2 separate regions of the Mus musculus genome follow, and region 2 is linked to region 1. A link is a contact called in public ChIA-PET data. All regions are on one chromosome and are shown on one strand. The core of a region is the stretch at or near the end of the contact, and the rest is flanking DNA. Distances in the headings are between cores, read along the strand shown.

Region 1 (4,155 bases), core at 850-3,349:
CAGGTAGCTGCTTCCTGGTGGTGGGGTTTAACTTTTCTCTCCTGTGTTTACAATTAGGAAAAGAAGCAGCACACGCTTGTGGTAAGCAAACACTACAAGTTGGCACGTGATGTCATGTGATAAACACACTTGGGGCTGCCTCCAGGTGAAGACAGAGCCAAGACTTCCTGTTTGCTCTTCAGAACTCAGGCAGAAGCCTGACCTATAGCCATGTCTATCCTTGGTATATATATTCACATACATGGACATTGTGCATACTTTGGTGTGTCTGTGTGTCTTTGTGTGTGTGTACATACATGTGCAATATCGCATCCTGGGAATCTTTCTGTCTCATTGCTTAGCTTTTTCCATTTAATTTTCTCAGAGAAACATGGCTTCATTCCAGGGACCCTAACCGGGGTTTCTATGGGTGTCAGGCTGCTCTGACACAAAACAGAGAAGGAAAGGGGAGCTATTATGTTGTAAAATATTGATTTGGATGTTTATTGGCTTGTTTATTTGTTTATTTTGCTGCAGAGAAATGAGAACTGGAAAGAGCATACTGGATATCAGCTAATGTTTTCTGAGCTTCAAATGCTCTCACGGTTTTGGTCTGTAAGTTGTCCCCGGTGATGTTTAAGTCTTGTTTGTTTTGTTTTGAGACAGGTAAGACAGGGTTTCTCCAGGTACTCCTGGCTGTCTTAGAACTCATCGTGTAGACAGGCTGGCATCTAGCTCTGCTCCACCTGCCTCTTCCTGGGATTAAAGGTATGCACCACTGCCTGGCCTGATGGGTAATCTTGACTGGACTAAAAGATGCCCCAGTAAAGCCTGCTTCTGGCTGTGTCTGCCACAGGGCCTGCTACACGGGACAATACATAAGTGAAGGCAGTGTCACCCTACAGGCTGCAGTCAGATAATCTGACCCTCCTCGTCTACCCCATCCTGCTGCCTTACCACAGGCCAGGAGGCAGTGGGGCCCAGGCTGAACCCTCTGAAATCATGCTACAAAGGAAATCTCTTGGGCTCTAAGTAGCTTTTCTCAGTCATTTGTCACAGCAGTGGGTGTCTAACTAAACGGCCCCGCTCCTTTCACTGTCCTTCTGGACCCTTGGACCGGTCAGTTCTTTATGATCTCATTACAAATGCCCGACATCTCAGGGAAGACAGGAGAGCAAGGCCTCCTCAGAGCACAGAGGGGTTGACACGGGTCCAGAACTTTTATACTGCAAGTCTCTGGTGGCTCCCCGCCATTTAAAAGCATGTGTAGTGTTTGGCTCTGAGTTATCTGGCTGTGACATCTGTCACCTCACTGATCGCAGGGTTGATTTGACTGATCTGGCTGGCTAGGCAGGGGTCTAGCCCTTCCCTTGCTGCTCCATGTTCACCTCTTCTGAAGCTGTGTGCTTGATAGCCTTCCCCAGCATAAGTCTGCTCTTCAAGGGTATACGAATAGCTGTGCTTGGCCCTCTCTGCTGGCTAGTTATTGTTGACTAACCCTCTCCACCAGAGTATCATGTCTGTGAAACATATTATCATTTCTATTGATATGGGAGGGCCTAGCGCACTGTGGGTGGTGCCATCCCTAGGCAGGAGGACCTGAGCTGTAAGAACTTTAGCAGAACAAGCCCAGGAGAGCAAGTCAGTAATGAGTACTCCTTTGTGGGTTTTGCTTCCGTCCTGCCTCCAGGCAGCCACCTTGAGTCCCTCTTGATGGAATATAAAACTGTAAGCTGAAACACTCGCCCCATCCACATGGGTTTAGTCAGGGTTTTATACCATCAGCGGAAAATCAAATAGAATAATCTCCAAACAAGTGCCCAACTGTGGATCAGTATAGTTGAAATTGCACATAGAAATCCTATGGAAAAATTGTATTTTTTACATTAAACTCTTTGGTTTAGCTTTTATAGCCTTGATTTGAGAAATCCTTTTGGTTTCCCAAAGATTCATGCATTTTATCACTTAGAACGTTTTGGAGCCTGGACTTGATTCAGTCAAACTCTCTTTGAGTCTTTGGCTGGTTTCCACAGTGGGCTATTACCATTTCCTGCTGCAGGAAGGCAGTGCCTTATGCTGGAACTAGATCACAGAAAACCTGCAATAGCCACTTCCTCCAGGCACTCGTGTGTCAGCAAAAGCTGAGTCCCCAGCAACCGCCTCCGAGCCTTCCCCTTTGTTTCCCTCAGTGATGCTAGGGTCTTGAAACTCAGCCCAGTACAATCATTGGTGTTTGAGCTGGCAACTGGGGGTCTAATTGCCAACTAAGATGGATATCTCTGGCTCTGGAGAAACAGCTGGGATAGGACATTGTTGCTTCTCTGCGGCAGGCAGCTCATGGTAAGTAGGCACTGTGGGCATGGGGCAGCTCGAGGTTCAGCAGGATCCTCAACGGCACCACGGCATTAAACAGAGGGACCCATCAGTTAATTCTAGGGGTTAATATGTAATTTCTCAGAAGTGAGATCCAAAGGTGGTTTTGCTCTGTTTTGCCTTTTAAGTTCCAGGCCTGTGGTTGGTTAGATACCATCATTAGAAGGATGCTCCGGGGCTGAACAAACAATGATGAGCAATTATCTGGGTCTGCAAAGCAGATGTGTTTAGGAGAGATTGGAGGCAAACTGTGTATAAACTCTGACAGTTATCCAATTGTCATGCTCTGGAGCTGGGGATAGAAGCTGTGCAAAAACTTGTGAGAATGACCATGATAACAAGGCAGGCAACATATGGTGGCTGGGCAGTGAGAAAGGAACTGGCTACCATGAAGTCTCATGGGTACTGACTTTAAGATGTACCAGGGATATGTCAGGAAAGGGGGAACAAAATGTGTTTCCTTCTTAAAGAAAACAAATGAAAGGACCTTGGCTTAGTATACTAGCCTGTTTGCCTGGAAACCTGATAGAAATAGATGTGAGCTGTGTTGCCAGGCAACAGGGCTTATAGAGAGAATGACCTATGACTGACTGGCCAGCCTCATAGGAACTGAGGGAGGCCATGAAGAAACATAACTGATATGATAACCCCGAGCTTTCTCAGTGCAGTGACTTGCCACTGGGCACTTCCCTGGATGAGGCCAGGGAGTTCTGGCTGTGGGATCCTAGTGGCAGGAGGAGTCTGATGCTACAGTCCTCACCCTTGACCTTTGACTTAGCTCTGAAAACGAGTCCTTGGTCTCTGGGACTCTTTCTGCTATTTCCTCTACATTGTCCAGGGGAGCTATCACTGGGCAAGGTGTCTTGGATTCTGAAAGATCTTTCTAGCTGAGACTAAGCCTGTTAAGAGTATATATGGTAAGAAGAAAAATACTGGGATTATTTCTCTATTGTAGGCAAGAGATCAAACAAACAAACCAACAAAAATGTGAAGATTTCTTTGTCCTTGTTAAAGACAGCAATATCCTGGTGTGATGTGATGACCCCACCAATAAGCCAACATATGCCCTTAGCATCCAGGACAGCCAGTGTCTGATGGTGTGTTATGCTTAGTCAAGAACTATTGGGAAGCTGATATCAATACTCAGTTACCTTATTTCAAGCCTCGTGTGAGTTATCCGGGCAGATACACATCAGTCTAACCCTTCCCTCAAGCAATCTGCATCTGCTTTGACGGAGACCCCTTAGGACTTTGTCATTTTGTAAGGGAGGGGAATGGTGAATGGATAGTTACTCTTAGAGTAGCAGAAGTAAGCCTTCTGTTGGGGGCCACTTTAGATAAAGTGTCCATTTGTTTTTCCACAAGCTCATGCCCGAATGCTCCAATCAGCTCATCTTCTGCCTACTCTGTAATTATCATCATCGCCATCACTTCCATTATCATCGTGGTCAATATTATCATAGTTTACAGTATTTTCTGGGAACTGTCATAAACACTTTATTTAGATAATCTTACTAAATTACCAAAATTGCCCCCATTCTGCAGATGCAAATGCCGAGTTTGGACCAATAGGATTCAAACCTTGGTGGCTGCCTCCAGCATGCACTCTTTGCACTGCTCTGCTTCCTCCTGCCACTCTGGTGACATTTGCGTGGAGGTGAGGTGCCCTGTGGGTTTTATATGCCTGAGCCATAAAAAGTTAATGAACTGAGTCCTGTATCTGCCTGGACATAAGATGAATTCTTCAAATGTTTTATATACACTGTGGATTTAGGTCAGATGTTGTACAAATATATGTCTCAC
Region 2 (4,155 bases), core at 463-2,962, 350 kb after region 1:
TGAATAGTGAATTATAGCTGCTGACTAAGACCAGGACTTCTCAATTATTTTAGCAGACTGAGGTACAAATTCTATTATGTTTTGTTTTTTAACGTTCAATTGTGAGCAGAACATGGGCCACCTAGATGCATATTTATGGTTGCTCTTTGGATATCATAGTTTCTGAGTGTTTCTTTCTTCTGGTGCAGAATCAGACATGACATCATATTAAGATACAACTATTCTTTCCCTGCCAGTTGTCGTGAGAGAAAGGCTGCCTTTGCTTGCAATCCATGCAGCTACATTGTTATTTTCTTATTTTAAAAACAAATCTAAAAATATCAGGAGGCACACAGTCATGGGTTATCTTCCTCTAACCCAACTCCAGGTCTTCTGTGTCAATCACACAAAGTGGGAGGGCCAGGCTTCCTGGGTAAGTGACTTCCTTTGTTCCAGCTTTCACTCCCTTTCAAGTCAGGCCTCCTCCCAGGCTCTCACATTCACTTCTATTTACATGGAAGTTCTAATCACAAACCTCTTGGCTTCTCTGTCAATGCCCAAGTTCAGAAGACTCTTGAATTAGTCAGAAAGATGAGCTAGGTTTAGTCACCCAAGGCCAATGGCTTTGCATTGTTTGTTTTAATGTAAAATTCTCTCATTACGTATTAGAAAAAGTATTTCAGGGCTGGGGCCACAGTTTGTGGTAGAACACATGTATGACATGCTCAGGGTCTAAGTTTAGTCCTCGTATCACACATACAGTCAAATAAAATCAACCTCCATTTTCTTCTACTCCTGATGAGTAAAGAGCCCGACTTAAAGCTGAGCAGTAGGAGCAGTGTATAACTGCCCTGTCAGAACAGCTTGGGCAGGAGGGAAGAGTCGTCCAGGGGCAGCGGTGATTGAGACAGTGCTGCTATTGCAAATGTAGACAGACATACTGATTAAATCGGGCAAAACTTACTATCCACGCTAGCAAACCCATATGTTTATATCCCTTTATTTACACTGTCAATTGCCTTTTAACAGAAGTGTGAATATAATTCAATGGAGAAAGAATAGTCACGTTAGGAAACAGGGCTGGATATGTAGTAGTCACATACAAAAGGAGAGAGTGAACCCTGAACTCACACCATACTAAAGTTAAGTTGAAACATAAGAGATGAAACCACAGAAACTACTAAAAAGGGAAACGGTAAGTCTCCATGAGCTCAGATCTGGCCAAAGAAGCTACTGATATGATGCCAAGTACACAATCAATAAAATATAACATAAAAAGACGTGAGTTTTAGAGAACACTATACATATTAAAGATGACATCCCAAAGAAGAGAAATAGGTGCAAACCACCTGATAAAGAAGTTGTAGCCTGAATATATAAACACCTCTTAAAACACAGTAAGATATCCAAACCCCAAAGGAGCAAAGAGTCTGAATAGGCATCTCTCCAAAGGAACTTATAAACTAGCCAGTAAGTCCACATGTGGCCAATGCCATCATCAAAGAAGTGCAAGTGTCAACCACCGTGAGATGCTGCTTCATATCCTCCAGCTAAAACAGTAATGTGTGCTGGCGGGAAGGGAAGAAGTCCAAACGCGCAGACCCTCTGCTAAGAGTGCAAGACGACCATCCACTTTGCAAATAGTCTAGATGTTCTCAGGAAGTGCTAACCACAGAACTGTCACTATCTACTCCTAAATATATACAAAGAGAAGCGACCACAGAAACTCCCCAGAAGCACAGAGGTTCATAGAACCATGATTTAAATAGCTAAAACCCAGAAATAACCTAGGCGTCCATCAACTGGTGAACAGAAACTAAACTGTCAAACGCATACAGAGTATATTAGTCACACCCAGAGTGGGATGTCATTGACACAGGGTCAACATGGATGTACTTTGAACACACGGTAATGGAAAGAAGCCGGTGACTCTATATATTAGGGGATCCCATTCACAAGAAACGTCCACAAATGGTCAAATAAAGAAAGCTGGCTGCATAGAGAAGGAGTGACTGCTGAGAGCTGGGGAAGATGGGAGGTAGAAACTGTGGTGAAGGGTGATGGAAGTGGTCTATGAAGCATGTGTGTCCCGCTCTATGGTAAGCCCACCAACTGCATCATTTAAGTGGATGGATTGTATGTCAAGCAAATGATAGCTCAGTAAAGCTCTTACTAAAGAAAAAAGAATATTCCAAAAGATGCAGATATTCTACTATTTTCCAAATCACTCTCAAAAAAAGGTGGCAAACCCCAGTGTAACTCTAGCTACATCACTAGAACACTGGGCTTCAGGACAGAACATTGTCATGATCTGTCCTCAGCAGAATCCTCACGTGAGGTCTTAGTCGTTCTTTGGGGCTCCTTTCTCTGTGTGACTATCTGTACATGTGTACACTGCAAACGAAGACTGACTTAAACTAATCCAAACCTTTCAACTTAATATCTCCTTCTATCCTGTGGGACTTTGGGGCTCCTGAAACGAGCTGTCTATCCATCCTTCTGCGTCTGTGACTACTGAGCCAGTGGAACACGAGGCACCTGCTTTACTGAAGGTTTCCTCGGGACTGGCAATAAGTTCTGAACATTGGTGAGTGATGCTCCCAGGAAGGTCCAAATAAGAAAGAGCTTATGATATGCCTAAAACTCACCTGAAAGCTTGCTCCATCTAAAGCCACTCAGAGCAGTGGGAGTGGCACCTGTGGTGTGAGATCTGCCTGGCTCTGCAGGAAGTCATCCCAATGGTCAGGCCCAGACAGTAGCATCTCAGCCTGGGAGACTACAATTGAACAATCAAATTCCACCAGTACTGAGCAAACCTCCGCTGTCGATGGGAACAGGTGGGTGTTAGTGGGGCACATTTGCTTTGGTTACAACCGATCCAGTTTCGGGGAAGGCAAGAGGATGTATGTGAGAAAAAGTGGTGAGTTAGGAAGACAAGAGGAGACTTCCTGAGGTGACAGTTGAGTTTTCTGCCCCCCACCCCTGTGGCCCCCCCTTGGGTAGTTCAAAGGCAGTTCTCCACTGCATGTGGCTGGCCAAAGGTGGTGCAGACCCTGACTTGTGTTGTCTTGCATACCATCCTTTATACAGAAAGCTTTTTATCAGTCACAGCAGCATTTTAATCAGTCCCAGTATCCTGCCATATCAGCTTGTAGCTGAAACGAAGTGTGCGTTTCCTTCCAGTAGGCCTGGACTAAGCCCCAGCTCTCTTTCCTGAGCCATTTGCATTATTATACTGCTTACACAGTTTCCGTGACAGTTCTGCCTTGGGGTACTCAGTTAAAGGTCAGGGTGCTCCCCATTCCTGCTCTGTCTGCCATTTGTTATGTAGCCATCTTTCCTTATGGTGTTTCACCCAGATGAGGCCTAGTGTTGACTAAGGATTAGGATAAAACCCCAAGAGCCTTTTGCCAAGAAGATAGCAATTTAATAGTCAGCTCCCCTGAGATATGCCTACTAAGTCAGCCATTAATCCAGTTAATTATACACATCCCCAATTTGTCAAAATGATAAATGTCAGCAATTTGATAGATTTTTGGTTAAAAAAAAAAGGTCATAAACTATTGCATAATACTTCTCATTAGTTCACTAGCATTTAGTGATGGGTTTAACAAATTAACAATAAAACAGGGATCCCCCACCCAGAATAGATACTTCTGTCCATTAAATTAGAACATTCAGTTCTTCTCAGCAATCAACCCTAGCTGTGTTCAGTGGCTCAGCAGTACAGCATCAGCTACAGATAAAGTAACGGGCTGCCAAGGACTGCAGTGTGGAGACACTAGTGCCCTGCTCCTGTGTCCCAGGACTCTCCTTGTAGCCTGCTGGCATCTCCCTCACTAAGCTCTTCCTGTTCTGGGTCTCACCTCTCACCAGCTTCTCCCACGTTTCTCTCCCCTCCCCCAGCCCTGAGCCACCAGCTCCGTGTCCCTGGCAGTTACTCTCACTCCATCAGCTGATGTCGGGGTCATTGTTCCTGCACTCCAACAGCTGAGATCCGTGAGGTATGCAGAGTGGCAGGCCATCAAGAGCAGGGTTCCTATGGTTTATTTTCCTTGCTGCAAATGAAGAAATGGAAGAGGCGAGAAAGGATGGCTGAAAGAGGCAGTGCAGAGGCTGCCATGACTGGACATGCCTTAGGGATGTCAGATTTTTTCTTTTTTTAATTATCAAAAA

What was found. ChIA-PET counts read pairs in DNA pulled down with a chosen protein or histone mark.
Region 2: a contact with region 1 is called in an RNA polymerase II ChIA-PET map of memory CD8 T cells, with 7 read pairs. The contact joins the enhancer-like site here to the promoter of C030034L19Rik in region 1. A contact is called at or near these places in 2 of 484 Hi-C or Micro-C datasets (bone marrow-derived macrophages and cortical neurons), 1 of 115 datasets of contacts at active chromatin or transcription factors (memory CD8 T cells) and 1 of 9 other capture datasets (embryonic stem cells).

Annotation. Positions count from the first base shown.
Region 1 is chr3:9,400,921-9,405,075 of GRCm38.p6, forward strand. C030034L19Rik (RIKEN cDNA C030034L19 gene) reads left to right here and starts at 2,100. Exons shown (of 4, transcript NR_160691.1): 1 at 2,100-2,319; 2 at 3,898-4,009.
Region 2 is chr3:9,753,464-9,757,618 of GRCm38.p6, forward strand. The region is part of intron 2 of Pag1 (phosphoprotein associated with glycosphingolipid microdomains 1); the gene reads right to left. Among named protein-coding and RNA genes, the nearest start is that of Pag1, 78 kb to the right of the region's middle. Within about 2 kb of position 1,713, at least 74 of the 459 cell types and tissues checked have an H3K27ac peak or open chromatin away from gene starts, as enhancers often do. A contact at or near this core is called in bone marrow-derived macrophages and memory CD8 T cells, where this site is marked.